Regions from separate parts of the Mus musculus genome. Here region 2 is linked to region 1. Evidence: chromatin contacts called from public promoter capture Hi-C data. All regions are on one chromosome and are shown on one strand. Each heading gives the region's core, a stretch centred on a gene start, on an enhancer-like site or on the middle of the called end of the contact. The rest is flanking DNA. Distances are from core to core; before and after follow the strand shown. Region 1 overlaps Setd2 (SET domain containing 2). Region 2 overlaps Ccdc12 (coiled-coil domain containing 12).

Region 1 (7,177 bases), core at 2,623-5,122:
TCTGATCCCAAAAATCCTAGGAGGCAAATTTAAGATATTTCTACCTGAATATTTTATCCCTAACTTGAAACAAGAACTATCCAGGGAAGTTATTAAACTGGGGGGATGTGTCTAGATATTTTCTAGTTTTTTGTGAAAATGTACCCATATTTGAGTAATATAAATCTATATACAGAAAAGAATTTAGAGTAAGAGTAAATAAGCTCTAGATTTTAAAACGTGATAGTAGGGTTTTGACAATGAGCTAATTTAAAATGAAAGAAAACATAAAAAGCAAAAAGGGGTTAGAAGTCTCCACTGAAGGCAGAGCAAATGTCAAGCCTGGTCCTCATGCTTTTGTGGCGGACACATCACTACCTGCTCCATCTCCACACACTTTTGTTTCTTTCTTTTTGTTGTTTTATTTTGAGACAGGGCTTCTCTGTGTAGACCAGGCTACTCTTGAGGTGCACCTTGCCCCTGCCCCTGCTGTGCTCAATAAAGGTGTGTGCCACCACTACCCAGCCATACTTTTCTAAGATCAAGTGAAATGAGAGGCTGAAAAACAAAATTAAAGAATACTAGGCCAGGTGTGGTGGCTCACACCTTTAATCCCAGCACTTGGGAGGCAGAGGCAGGCAGATTTCTGAGTTCAAGGCCAGCCTGGTCTAAAGAGTGAGTTCCAGGACAGCCAGGGCTATACAGAGAAACCCTGTCTTCCTGTCTTGTAAAAAACCAAAAAAAAAAAAAAAAAAAAAAAACCAAAAAAAAAAAAAAAAAAGAAAGAAAGAAAAAAATACTAGATGTTCTATATCTTAAAAAATAAAAAGTCTAACCAGTCAAAGGAACAAAATATAACTCCATGGAAGAAAGATATAAGGGCTGAAGAGATGACTCAGCAGGTAAACGACGTGCTGTTCCTGAAGACCCAAGTTCAATCCCCTGCGCCCACACTGAAGGTGGCTCAGAACCTTAAGTAACGATGCTCCTGATGCTCCAAAGGGTTTGACACCTCTGCATCCTCTGCACCAGCACCTCCATACACAACACATTCACGGACACAGGATATATATTTTGTAATTAAAAAAGAACAAAAGAAGAAATAAAGAAGAAGAAAAAGCTATGTCTCATGCCAATAGAATCTGGAGAAACCCCATTACTGAAATTCCACCCGAGGCCAGGGGTGCAGCTTAACTGTTTGCCTAGACTTGCAAAACTCAGGTACCACACAGCCAGGCACGGTGAGGAATGCCTGCCATCCCACCACTTGGAGGGTGGAGCGAGGATGAGCTAAGTTCATGGTCATCCTTACCTATACATGTATAGTATTTGAATTTGAGGCCAGCCAGAGATATATAAGAAACTCAAAAAGGAGAAAGGGGGGGGGGGGGGGAAAGGTTCAGACTTCAGTAGTGACACTGTGAGCTAGAGTAGTCAGTAGAGCTTTGTTTGAGGGGAGGGGTCAGGAGTAGGATAGAAATTAAAGCCAGGTTCTTGACCATATTAGTATGCACTAAACATACTACAGGTCCAGTATCTTCATCCTAAATGAAATTTAACTTGAAAATGATAACTATGTATCTGCTAAACAAAAGGAAATAAACTAAAGGCATTTCTTAGATTTGTACGGTCTTGAAACTGATTCTTCCAGAAGACAATGTTAAAAAACCTATACAAAGACTGTGGACATTCTGAGACTTAAATTCTAAATTCTGTGTTACATATATAATTGTCAACAGTATGCACTATACCATATTAGATGATTAAAAAGTGAGAGGATGGGCTGGAGTGATGGCTCAGCGGTTAACAGCACTGACTGTTCTTCAGAAGGTCCTGAGTTCAAATCCCAGCAACCACATGGTGGCTCACAACCATCCATAATGAGATCTGATGCGTTCTTCTGGGGTGTCTGAAGACAGCTACAGTGTACTTACATGTAATAAATAAATAAATCTTAAAAAAAAAGTGAGAGGATGAAACATGAGCTGTGCACACACAGACACACTCTTAAACCCTGTCTCCAAACAAACAAAAATAAACAAAACCAAAACAGGAAAAAAAAAAAGAATGAAAGAAAAAGGATTGAGCAATGTGGGTATTTATCAAGCAACGACCTAGCAATGTATAAGTATGCACTATTAACTCAAAAAGTGGGACCAACACATATGGATGTAACAGGGGACTAATTAAACTATGTATACTTAGACCATGCATGTGTAAAAAATATTCTTTATAACTAGTACAAAATACAGATGTAAAAAGCAGGTTGGGTATGATGGCAAACAAGACAGAGGCAGGCAGATCTGAGTTCCAAACCAGCTAGGTCTAAAGAGTTCCAGGCCTAGCTAGACTACATACTGACTGAAAAAATAAGTAAATAAATAAAAAGCTGGCCATATAACATGCATAATATGTATGATTTCCTTCTGGAAGGATGTATAAAAAAAAATCATAGTTAACTGCCTGAGAACAACAGGAGACAGGAGTAGGAAGAAAATCATTCCATTAAATGCATTTTGGACTACATACAAGAATGTCCTTTATAGGCTGGCCAGATGGCTCAGCGAGCAGAGTTGACCTGAGTGAGCAGGGCCAACCAAATCAAGCAGAGGTCCTAAAGATTCAATTCCCAACAACCACATGAAGGCTCACAACCATCTGTACAGCTACAGTGTACTCACATACATAAAATAAATAAATCTTTAAAAAAAAAAGACCTTTATAAATTAAAAGGAAAAGATCACACATCTCTGAAGCAGCTCTAGGTATAGTACCAAAGGATTATTAGTGCTGCACACCAAACATCGTATTGGTGAAGAATTGGTTACCTAAGAGGCAACTGCTAAGATGCCGCTGTTTAGCAAAGCCCTCTTACTTCTCTGTACTTTGATTGTAGCTTGTTTTTCTTATCCTTTGCTCCTCGGGCTCTGCTCATCTACCTTAGCAATGCTCACTTGTATTCTCTCTCTATACGCTGGGCTTGGGTTAACCCATGAAGTATTACTACTTTAATAGCTGGGAACTGGAGACATGGCTCAGAGTTAAGAGCCATGTCTGCTCTTCCAGAGGATTGGGTTTAGTTCCTGGAATCCATATGGTTGCTACATTACAACCAGCTGTAATAGGGTCTGATGCCCTCTTCTGGTGTGTCTGAAGACAGCTACAGTGTATTCATACACATAAAATAAATACTTTTTTGAAAAAGAAAAGAAACTTAACAGCTAGCATAGTTCCTGCTGCCAAAGATCCAAAGGCCAGTGCTAAATACTCGAGCAGGAAAGAAACAAATGCTTGTGGAAATAGGACAGCAATCAATGAGTTAAGCGTCAGGGTTAAAGGTTTTTCCATTTTAGATTTGTTTTAAAATATGATTAAATTAAATCCAGATCTAAGATTTTTTTCTCACACCTTTCAAATGTAATTATATCCACTATAATGTTTTAAACATGAAAGTCATCATAGTCCTCCTGAAGTTAAGAATGGGCCTTACTAGCCGGGCGTGGTGGTGCACGCCTTTAATCCCAGCACTCGGGAGGCAGAGGCAGGTGGATTTCTGAGTTCGAGGCCAGCCTGGTCTACAAAGTGAGTTCCAGGACAGCCAGGGCTACACAGAGAAACCCTGTCTCGAAAACCAAAGGGGGAAAAAAAAAGAAAGCAAAAGAATGGGCCTCACTAATGAATGTGTGAGCCACCCAGAAAATACCTTCTGAAGCACAATTCATTCCTCTCCCATCTGATTCCTATACACATTTCTATTAGAGAAGTTGCTTTAGCTACACAACAGAAAAGCTTAGACATCCATGTAATTTCAGAAGTTATGAACGTCCTTTAATGTTTAATCACAGGCTGAAAACTACCACAATATAAAGGTGAGAGGTTATTTTGAGCAACACTAAAGTAATAGTTGCTACAACTACAGAAAGCATTTCACTCGCTAGCTTCTCAATTACACAATTCCATGGGCTGCTTGGCAAGAAAAAAGAAGTCACAATAATTTGGGCAAAATAAAGTCCAGATGAATATAGGCTTATTTAAATCAGAAAATCAGAGTCAGCTTCCTCAACCAAAAGCTAAATCATAATTTTATGGTGTTTTCTGACAGGTTGAAAAGATCACATGATACCTATGTATATATTTTCTGATTACCCATCAAACACAAAACTCACACTAGAAATTTATGCTCTCAGAGACACAAGTATTTACAAACAACCAGAATACAATATGCAACAGGGTCTTAAAAGCACAACACAGGAGTATCCAGAGGCGGAAACAAAAGCTATCACTACCTTTGCTCCAAGTACTACTGTGAAATGCCATTTGCTGAGAATATATAAAGAGAGCAGAAAAAGATACGGTCTTGAAAAACAATCATTTCCCATAGGAAAGGCAAATCCTTAAGAGAAATCTAAAAGAAAAGCAAGTTTTAAGAAAAAGAAAATACAAAAATACTAGAAGCTGACTGTGACTGCTGGACTAGAATGATCTGACATGGAACTGTAGGAAGGTGGGGGTCAGAACCTGTTGTGCATACAAGGAACATTAAGAAAAATGTAACCTTAACAGTGTAAAAGTAGAACCATTAAAAAAAAAAAATTTAAAGGACACTGACACAAAGTTGTCCTTCCAGAAGATGATTCTAGATACTGAGTATATCATCGACTATTTGTGGAATACAATTAAGAGGTAATTTACTCCAATCATTACTACAGAGATACTATAACTTAACCTTTACTACAACTATCTAGAAACTATCCCGTAGCTGGGCAGTGGTGGCACATGTATCTAATCCTAGCACTCAGGAGGTAGAGAGGCAGGCCAGTCTTGAGGCCAGTCCAATCTAGAGAGTTCCATAACATCGAAGGCTACACAGAAAAACCCTGTCTCAGAAAAAACAAAGGACAAATGGACAGATAGACAGAAGGGAGGAACAAATGAACAAACACACAAACCACCTGAGTCACATGCCACAGGCCATGACTATAATCCCAGCACCCAGGAAATAGGCACAGAATCATCACACCAAGGGTAATGTCAGGCAGGTATACAAAGCAAGTTCCAGGTTATCTCATATCAAGATATCATTTCAAAAATAAAAAACGTGCTGGGTGTGGTGGCACACGCCTTTAATCCCAGGACTTGGGTGGCAGAGGCAGTCGAATTTCTGAGTTCAAGGCCAGCCTGATCTACAGAGTCAGTTCCAGGACAGCCAGGGCTACACAAAGAAACCCTGTCTCGAAAAACCAAAAAAAAAAAACACCTAAATAAATAAATAAACCAAATAAATAAAAAACGTTAAGTGGCTGATGCCCTTAAGGATAACCATGTTTAGAATAGAGAATTAACATCTATGCAAGTAATTTTTATAATCTGTTAATACCACATTGCATTTTATAAAGGACTAAAACCATAAATCGAATCTGTAAAGGCTAAAAAGATATTCCAAACAAGGAGAACAGTATGCCTGAAGATATGCAAAGGTAAACATATATGAACAGATAACATGGCTCACATGGAAGAAAAACTGTTGGGCAAGATTAGACAGACACGGGCTGGAGAGATGTCTCAGAGGTTAAGAGCACTGTCTACTCTGTCAGAGGTCCTGAGTTCAATTCCCAGCAACCACATGGTGGCTCACAACCATCTGTGGCCTGTAGGCATACATAAAAGCAGATGACTGTATACACACTAAATAAATCTTGAAAATAAAAAATTAGACAGACATAATGTTCACGTCCATTGGCTTTGTTCTTTTAAGTACTTGATGTACATTCTGTAAATTAAGGGGTTTATGCAATGCTACTACAGTGTTCTCTTAGTCTCATTATAACAAAAGAAACCTATGTATTGTGTGACTGTATTAATGTATGGATGTGCCTGCCACCAACACACATGGAGGGCCCAGGCGGAGGTTCTCTCCTTCCATTATGTGGATTCCAAGTATCACACTCAAGGAGGTCCTCAGGCTTAGTGGCAAATAAAGTTTCCCACCACAAAGAATAAGTACTCTGTGTGTGTGTGTGTGTGTGTGTGTGTGTGTGTGTGTGTGTGTGTGTGTATATAATTAGGAGCTAGGAAGGCCAGGTACAAACTGAACCTGGAACAACATGCTATGTCAGAAATTTTAAAACAAAAACAAATCAAAATGAGACAGAAGCCAACAAGTTTTCACTGGCCAAACATGAGGTAACATAAGCATCAAACGTTGAAATTAATACAGCACAATCCACTCAAGAGAATGAGAGTCCATGAGTCTAAAAGCAGTTAGGCAAGCAGTGACTCGGACACATTCCACGAAAAAACAACTTTACAGAGTTCTGAAATTGCTCCCCATTGTAGTATTTTTCCCCCTAAAGGAAGGAAGATAGTGTGTCAATGTATAGTCACACTTGCCTTGAATTGGAATTGTCCATGTGGCCCAGGTGGCCTAGAACTTATTATGATCCTTCTGGTGATGACATTACAGCATGAGCCACCATTCCCAAGTAAATAGTAACTTTGGAGAAGCCTGGCAGACACTTCAGCAATACCACTGAGTGCTTTGAAGAACACGGCAATATTCCTTTTAGGAACATGAATGTAACTTAACATGATTAATTTAGCAAAATTTACATTGTAGAGTCTGAATACAGGGCATGAAGGGATTTTTAGCTAATTTTCTATGTATTTATCACTATAACATGTGTATCATGTAGAACACATACAGGACATTCTTGGATGTTTCTAACTCTGAAATTTTATTTGGAATTTAAAATTCACTAGCTAGAAAAATTTATGTGGTTTGATCTATACTAGAAAATTCTCAAGTTACTGACAGGTTTATCATGGTCCTTAGAAATCTTTTCCCATTAGGAAATTCTTTCTATAATATTTATTACTCTTCTGCCTCTCATATAGTCTTACATTTGAACTATCTTTTCCTAAATAAAGTCAAGACATAACTACAAAAATTACCTTCACAGGCAATAGAAACATGGATAACTGACTTTGAGAAAACAAAATTAATGGCTCACTCACCCAAATGTATAAAGTAAAAATTACTTCACTTAGCAAATTCTATGCTTTATCATTAAAATAGATTTTGGTAAACTTTTTCTGGAAAGGACAGAACAAACATTACAATCTTTATCACTTCTCTGTGGAATTACTAAAGTAGAGTAATCACTAGAGTAGCCACAGCCAATATATAATATACAATCAT
Region 2 (7,177 bases), core at 3,387-5,886, 120 kb before region 1:
GCTCACACCCTGACAGGTCTTCGGAATTCAACTAGAAAACCCTCAAACCTGGGGGTGTGGAATCACAGAGGCCAGAATTACCCAACATGAGCCCAAACCCAGGTCTCTATTCCACTGTCTTCAGGCAGTCTCCCAGCTCAGCAGCTCATCAAATCCAAAGAGGTTTATCCCTGGGAAGAGGGGACCCTGGTTACCCCACAGGGCAGCAAGGTCAGAGTTCCCGAGGGACTACTGGACTTAATTAAGGTAAGCATAGACAGTAGACAGACCCTAGGCCAGAGGCACAGAAGAAACACCTGGCTTTCCCACTCTGTTAAATTCTGGCCCCTCAGAAAGTCCTAGTTTTTCAGGTCAGCCTTCCAAACGTCAGAGCTCTGCCCAGGCGAGGTTAAGCATGCTGGTGGCTTCCCCAGTCCCTGACAGGGCAAGCCATTCCACAGGTGAGGTGCACGATGCCTGTGGCTGCACAACTAACTAGTGGCCCCAGCTCACATTCCAACTCACCACGTCTTCCCTCTTGCCAAGGTCCCTGGGGCCAGGCTAAACCCAGGGAGTGCCGGTACCCACATGCCAATCAATCGCACATGTCTAGGGGTCTCCTGCCCCTGTTCCCTATGCCTGCTTAGGCCTGGGGTGAGCAACAGGTCACTAGACACACAGTGAGAAGTGGAGCCTATCTGCTACCATGGCTTTAGTTCACCACAGGGTGGAGAGAAAAGAGGAACAGAAACTGGGTGTGGGAAGAAAACGGCAGGGATTAGTGAGGAGAGTAAAAAAAAAAAATCCCAACCCCACCACCAGATCCAGGGTCCATGAGTAATCACAGGGGACTAGGCAGCAGCAAGCTTCACCTGCGGCTCCGTGTCCTCAGATGGCCACCAGCATGAAGGGGCCCCAAAGCCTGAATCCCTGTGTCCCTGGCCCACTGCCCAAGGGCAGGGGTCTCAGGGAAAGGGGCACGGAGTTGTGCTTGGGGCTTCTCTAAGCAGGTCCAAGATTTAATTCCCTCTTCACAAACAACAAATTAGGCACAGACAGTTTAAACATCCACTGGCCGGCCTTGGAGAACCAAGCCTGCCGACACAGAAGTAATAAGCGAAGAACAAGAACGTCCCCTGAGCACCTGTCTCTTGCTAATGGTGTCTGGAAAGTTGGGCTCCCCTGCACCCTCACAGGCTGGAGAGAGAAAAATGTAGCAGAATCAAGGAGGAGCAGGCCCTGGCAAAGCCCCGGGCTGCCCACTGGGACCCCATCTTAACAACGGGTGAACCTGCACGTCACTTCACCAGAGATAGAAAGAGCCTATACAACACCAGGGCAGGTGGATCACCCCTCGGGTGTATGTGTGTGTGTGTGATGTAACTGGGCGCCCCGTCAGTCCCAAAAGGAAGGACCAGGGAGGGAACCCCTAGGCCAGCTGTTGGCGAGAGGGGCAATAAGGTCTATGGAGAGAAGGAAACAATCCGGAACTTCAGGTGGGCTCCAACGTAACACCCACGGCTCACTGGAAACCAAGCATGTACTAGAATTGTCAAAAACAGACTTTACAGTCAGGTGTAGTGGTGGAAGCTAGTACTAAGAAGCTGAGGCAGGAGAATTGCAAATTTGAGGATAGCCTGAACTTAACAGTAAGACTGTTTCCCCAAAATATAAAGTAAAAAAGAAGTAATTTTCCACTTTTTTCTATTTCTGCAGGGTTTGGTTGTTGTTATCTCTATCTGCCTGTCTGCCTGCCTGCCTGTCTGTCTGTCTGTCTGTCTGTCTGTCTGTATCTATCTATCTATCTATCTATCTATCTATCTATCTACCTACCTACCTACCTACCTACCTACCTACCTACCTTCCTACCTACCTATCTTGTGCATGTGTGTGTGTGCACATGTACCACAGAGGTCAGAGGACAGCCTGGAGGAGTGACTTCTCCCCTTCAACATGGGCCATCAGGCTTGGCAGCAACCACCTCTAACCACTGAGCTTTCTTCACAGTCTTCTTTTCTTCCTTTTAAAATGGGTCTCATGTGTCCCATGTGGCCCTGAGCTCCTGACCCCCCCAGCATTTTCCCCCAAGTGCTAGGATAACAGGCAGGCACCACATACCCTGGATGCCTATGGAATATGATAAGACTTAAATTTTAAAGAGATAATGACTGAGTTTTGAAGACAGTTTTGCTATGTGCCACAGGCTGTCTTTCTTTCTTTCTTTTTTTTTTTTTTTAAAGATTTATTTATTATATGTAAGTACACTGTAGCTGTCTTCAGACATTCCAGAAGAGGGAGTCACTTGTTACAGATGGTTGTGAGCCACCATGTGGTTGCTGGGATTTGAACTCCGGACCTTCGGAAGAGCAGTCGGGTGCTCTTACCCACTGAGCCATCTCACCAGCCCTTTTTTTTTTTTTTTTTTTTTTTTTTTAAGATTTATTTATTTATTATATGTAAGTACACTGTAGCTGTCTTCAGACACTCCAGAAGAGGGAGTCAGACCTCGTTATGGATGGTTGTGAGCCACCATGTGGTTGCTGGGATTTGAACTCCGGACCTTTGGAAGAGCAGTCGGGTGCTCTTACCCACTGAGCCATCTCACCAGCCAGGCTGTCTTTCTATTGGATATCTTCCTGCTTCTGCTTCTCAAGTGCTGGTGGGAATACAGGCCTGCACCACCATGCCCTGCAATGACTGAATGTTCGCACAGAACCATACAGAATTTAATGAAATGAGATGGAGAGCTGGCCCAGTGGCTAAGGGCATGTTGCTCTGGCAGAAGACCCAAGTTCAGTCTGCAGTACTGACGTGGTAGCTCACAACCGTCTGCACCTCCAGTTCATGGGAATCGGACACTCTTCTGACCTCCGTGGGCACTGTGCTTAAGTGATGCCTACACATGGAGGAAAGAATTGTCAAACCATAGATTAAAGAAGACGGTGAACTCCAGGCTGGGGCTGTAGCTGAGGGGTGAGTGCTTGCCTGACCTGAAGGAATCACTGGATCTAATCTCTAATATGCAGAACCAAGCAGGGTGGTGCATCTCTGTGGTGTTCCGAGGGTTCAGGAGGTACAGGCAGGACAGCGAGTTCAAGGTGGGTTACAGACTGGGTTTGCAGCCAGGCTGGGATACCTGAAACGCTGTCACAAACAAGAAAACCCATGAACTTCAAAGAAAAGTATATGTAGGCAAACCACTGCCAAATTACTAAAATCCAGTAACAAAGAGAGGCAAATTAAAGATATCCAGTCGTCAGTGAAGAAGCTGAAACCGACAGCTGCAGCCTCCACTGACTGATGGAAGACTGAGGCAGTGGAGTGAGGTGCAGGCTCAGGTGAAGGCTGAGGTAGGCACACTGAGCTCTAGGCAATCTCAGCGATCCAGTAAGACCCTTTGTTTAAACTAAACCAAACCAAACTCCCCCACCCCTGCAAAGTAAAACAAAACAAAAATAAAATATAAACCAGCGTAGTCCTGCTGACCCGGAACGCTAGGACGTAGGAACAAGAGGCTGCAGGGGGCTCAAGTTAGCCTGGGCTACAAAGTGAGCTCTTATCTGAGACAAACAAGTAAAAATTCAACCCAGTAGATAGTACAAAGGGCAGAAAGAGTGACAGATGGCACCTACTATCCACATGTCCTGGGCCTATGGTGCAGGACACGGAGAACTACTGCTACTACTTGTTTGGTTTGGTTTGGTTTGGTTTAGTTTGGTTTCTCAAGATAGGGTTTTTCTGTATAGTGCTGTCTGTCCTGAAACTCTCTCTGTAGACCAGGCTGGCCTTGAACTCACAGAGATCCACCTGCCTGTGCCTCCCTGCAAGTGCTGGGACTAAGGCCAGCTACTACTGCTTTTCAACAAACTACTTTTTAGGACGTTTGTTAAGAATGTACTCTGTCTTCCCTACGAAAGATGCTAAGAGAGAGGGGAAAGAGACCATACTAACAAGAAAGAGGAAATGGAATAGGTGAGGTGCCAGGTTCTCAGGAGCAGCCCAGCATGCCTCCTGGGCCTTTCCCACAGCCGAGCAGCCTTCTCTCTGCAGTCTGAGTATGGTAGGATTAACAGTGCCAGTCAGACCAGTGAGGCCAGCTATCACCCACCACCCTCTTAGTGGGCCAGGAAATGTTGACGCTACCTGGACTCACACAGCAGCCATTTTTCTGGGCATCGTGGGAGCCAAATGCTGGTTCTGTTGTGCACCTGCACCCCTTAGAATAGGGTAGCTTCTGGGAAAGAGGGGTCTAGAGCCCTGGACTTCTAACAGTATGGCCCAGACCTAACCTAAATCTCAGTTGTGATACTTTTCAGACATGGGCTGGACTATGCTATCATCAATATCCACATGGAAGCCAAGGTCATCCATCTCTCCTGAGGTGTGAAAGGCTGAAGTCATCTGAACTGACTACAGCAGAGTCCTCTAGATGAGACCCTGAGAGCTCCGACTGTCAAGAGAAACAAAGGGACAAAGCCTTGTGCATAGCTGGCAACAAGCCACCCTGCACACATAGGCAGGGCTTGCCAAGGCCCCTCAGTAGCCCTCACTGTGGTTAATGGGCAAACAGAAACTGGTCTTTGTGTTGCCCATAGGGTATCAGGGTCACCAGGACACTTTCCTAATAGCTGAGGCTCAGCCAAAGGGCCTCTTTCCTTTCTACCTGTGTGCCATTCCAGTTTGTCTGGTCTCCACCAGCTTGCTATCAGTTACTAGTGAGCTTTGGAAACTGGGCCAGCCAGAAGCTGGGCTTATCTTACTGGCTGCCACAGTCCTTTCTGCTCCTAACTGGGTTTGAGGCCGACAAGGACTGGAGTTTGCACAGCAAAAGGAGAAGATGGCTTCAGTTCATGGGCCCTTCCCAATCTTTACAATGCCAGGGCAAGGGCTTGCTGGAAGTATGCAGTGACCCCCAAAATCCAAGCTTTCAAGTACCAGAAGGCAAAGGAGTGGGAGAGCCAGGCCAGAGAAGAGCCAGCCTCTGCCTGAAGATGACAGAACAAGCTAGAGCCCTGGTAGAGAGAGCCCGAGGAGGGGCTACAGTTGTGCGTTTGTGCACACCTGCCTGCACTCACATTCACATCTGGACTAGACAAGAGCTTTGCCTCTCCTGTGTGTTTGAGGCTTTGGTCCTTGGCATGCCGTGCCCATGTCACTCAGGGCTTCCTCAACTCCTTACACTGTACCAGAAGAATGTCCCATGGTCAAAGGAACAGTGAAGACACTCTTTATGACCTTTTTAGAAGGAATGCCAAGACACAGCACAGGGAGAGCAAAGTGAGGGATGGTGTGCCGGTCAACAGTGATAGAAATAACCCTGCAGGAAGGCTGGAAAGCGCTAGGACGTCAGGCCTCGGGCTAGACTCACAGCTTAAAAGCCAGGAGCTGGGGAAGGTATTTCCCGGCATCCCTTTAATATCTTTCAAATGCTGAAACACACAAATCTCTCGCATCAGTCAATGTATAAACTCACTGCAGTTATGAGGTAAGTCATTACACAACCTCCGAAAATAACATCTGCAGAGAAGGCTTGATGAGGGGTGGGAAATGCACGGGAACACAATGCTGATAGTGCTTACATCAGGTAGGATTGTTTAAAAAAAAAAACCTTCCTTGGTTTTCTGTAATTTCCAAAATGTCTAATCAATATCTGGTTACTATCTACAACCAGTAATGGACCAGAGGAAATGGGGGGGGGGGGGAGGCAGTGGCGGTTGAGGCAGTGGGATGGCTGTGGCAGGGAAGGGAAAAGGCAGCAGGTGAGCCCCTGGAGTGGAAGAGATCAGAGAACAGGCCCCAAGTGTACGGAAAGGGACCAGTGAGCCCAAGACCTCTAGGTCACTGAGCTTCGGCCACAAGCACCGGGCTTCCCATAAGGCCCCTCAGCTTTGGCAGCCAGCGTCTGAGTTAAGCCTTGGTATTTCTCTGCAGGCAGAGACAAAGGCCACCTCCAGTGTCTCCACTCTTGCTGGTCCAGGGCCTCTAGTTCTTTCCCTAAGTCTAAACTTCTTCACAAGGTTCAGGCCTCACAGCCTGCTCACTTCACAACACTCCCTAGATCCCTGCAGATCCCTCCCCTGACGTTTCCACCCCACAGGGCGACCCTGACCACCTCCTTTGAGTTTCTCTTGGCCTCTCAGAGGTAACCACACACTGTGCACGTGGCTCTGGGCTCTGTGCTATAGGCTCAGAACTCAGCCCATGCCGCCTCCAGTTGAGAAAAGAAATTCATGGGGTGCTTGGGGAAGAACATTACGGTAGCCCGTGGGTGTCTAAGGCTCTTCATGACAAGAAGACAGTGGGAAGGAAGCTAGGAAGCTACTGTGTCCCCAGGAACAGACGGTAGGAATGTGGCTGGGTCACAACAGCTACTTCTAAGTGCCATCTGAGTCTTTATGGCCAAGGCACAGGGCAATGTCCAGGCTAACATCCTGTTGAGTCTGTTTCTAGAAGGGTGCATTTGTATCTATTTCCCTTATCTCCTCCCCCCTCTATCTAGACCTGAATGGTGCTGCAGCAGGCTTGGTGACCACAGCAAGATCTACCTCCAGGCCAGCTGCAGGGGCTCTAGGTGTGGGCTGGCCTGGAGATTCAGGGGATATCACACACTTACATCTTCCTATGTGCCACACAGGTGACTGGAGAAAGTCAATGTTCTCTGTGGCCATAAACTCCAAAGTGAAAGGAATCTGAGATCACCTATCTGGTTCCATCTTACGATTGGCAAACAAGCACCAGGACTCACTCACGAAGGCATCGCTGTCTTTGTCGACTTCACAGTTCACGCTTTCTGCCTACCCTTGGTCACTGGCCCATCTTCTCTCCCTACAGATCCTGAGGATTCTTCTGGCTCATTCCACTGCCATGAACCCTTGTAGAGATAGCAAGACAGGGTGGCCAATCCTCGTGGCAAGCTTACAAGGTCACAGTTTGCCTCAGTTGGTCACCTTGGTCCCCCTCATCATCCAGTTCCACTCACAGGCCGGATGAGTCTGCAGGATCCCAGAGGTCAGCAATGCCCAGAGAGACAGCAACTGCGACCACAGAAGCCTTTCGTTAAAAAAAAAAAAAAAAAGTCTTTTAGTTGTGTGCACGTGTGATGTATGCCATCTCTGTGAGAGTGTCTTCAGGAGCCAGGAGAGGGTGCTGGGTAACACAGTCACTGGTGGCTGTAAGTCACCTGACCTTAGTGCTGGGA

Evidence for each region. Capture Hi-C pulls out chosen DNA fragments and counts their contacts.
Region 2: a promoter capture Hi-C map of liver shows a contact between it and region 1. The contact joins two enhancer-like sites. A contact is called at or near these places in 1 of 15 datasets of contacts at CTCF or cohesin (pro-B cells), 5 of 484 Hi-C or Micro-C datasets (the HL-1 cell line, bone marrow-derived macrophages, embryonic stem cells and 1 more), 3 of 115 datasets of contacts at active chromatin or transcription factors (embryonic stem cells, microglia and regulatory T cells) and 2 of 9 other capture datasets (adipose tissue and liver).

The regions. Positions count from the first base shown.
Region 1 is chr9:110,579,091-110,586,267 of GRCm38.p6, reverse strand. The region is part of intron 12 of Setd2 (SET domain containing 2); the gene reads right to left. Among named protein-coding and RNA genes, the nearest start is that of Nradd, 42 kb to the left of the region's middle. Within about 2 kb of position 3,872, at least 7 of the 459 cell types and tissues checked have an H3K27ac peak or open chromatin away from gene starts, as enhancers often do. A contact at or near this core is called in liver, where this site is marked.
Region 2 is chr9:110,700,525-110,707,701 of GRCm38.p6, reverse strand. The region is part of intron 2 of Ccdc12 (coiled-coil domain containing 12); the gene reads right to left. Among named protein-coding and RNA genes, the nearest start is that of Gm35715, 29 kb to the right of the region's middle. Within about 2 kb of position 4,636, at least 14 of the 459 cell types and tissues checked have an H3K27ac peak or open chromatin away from gene starts, as enhancers often do. A contact at or near this core is called in liver, where this site is marked.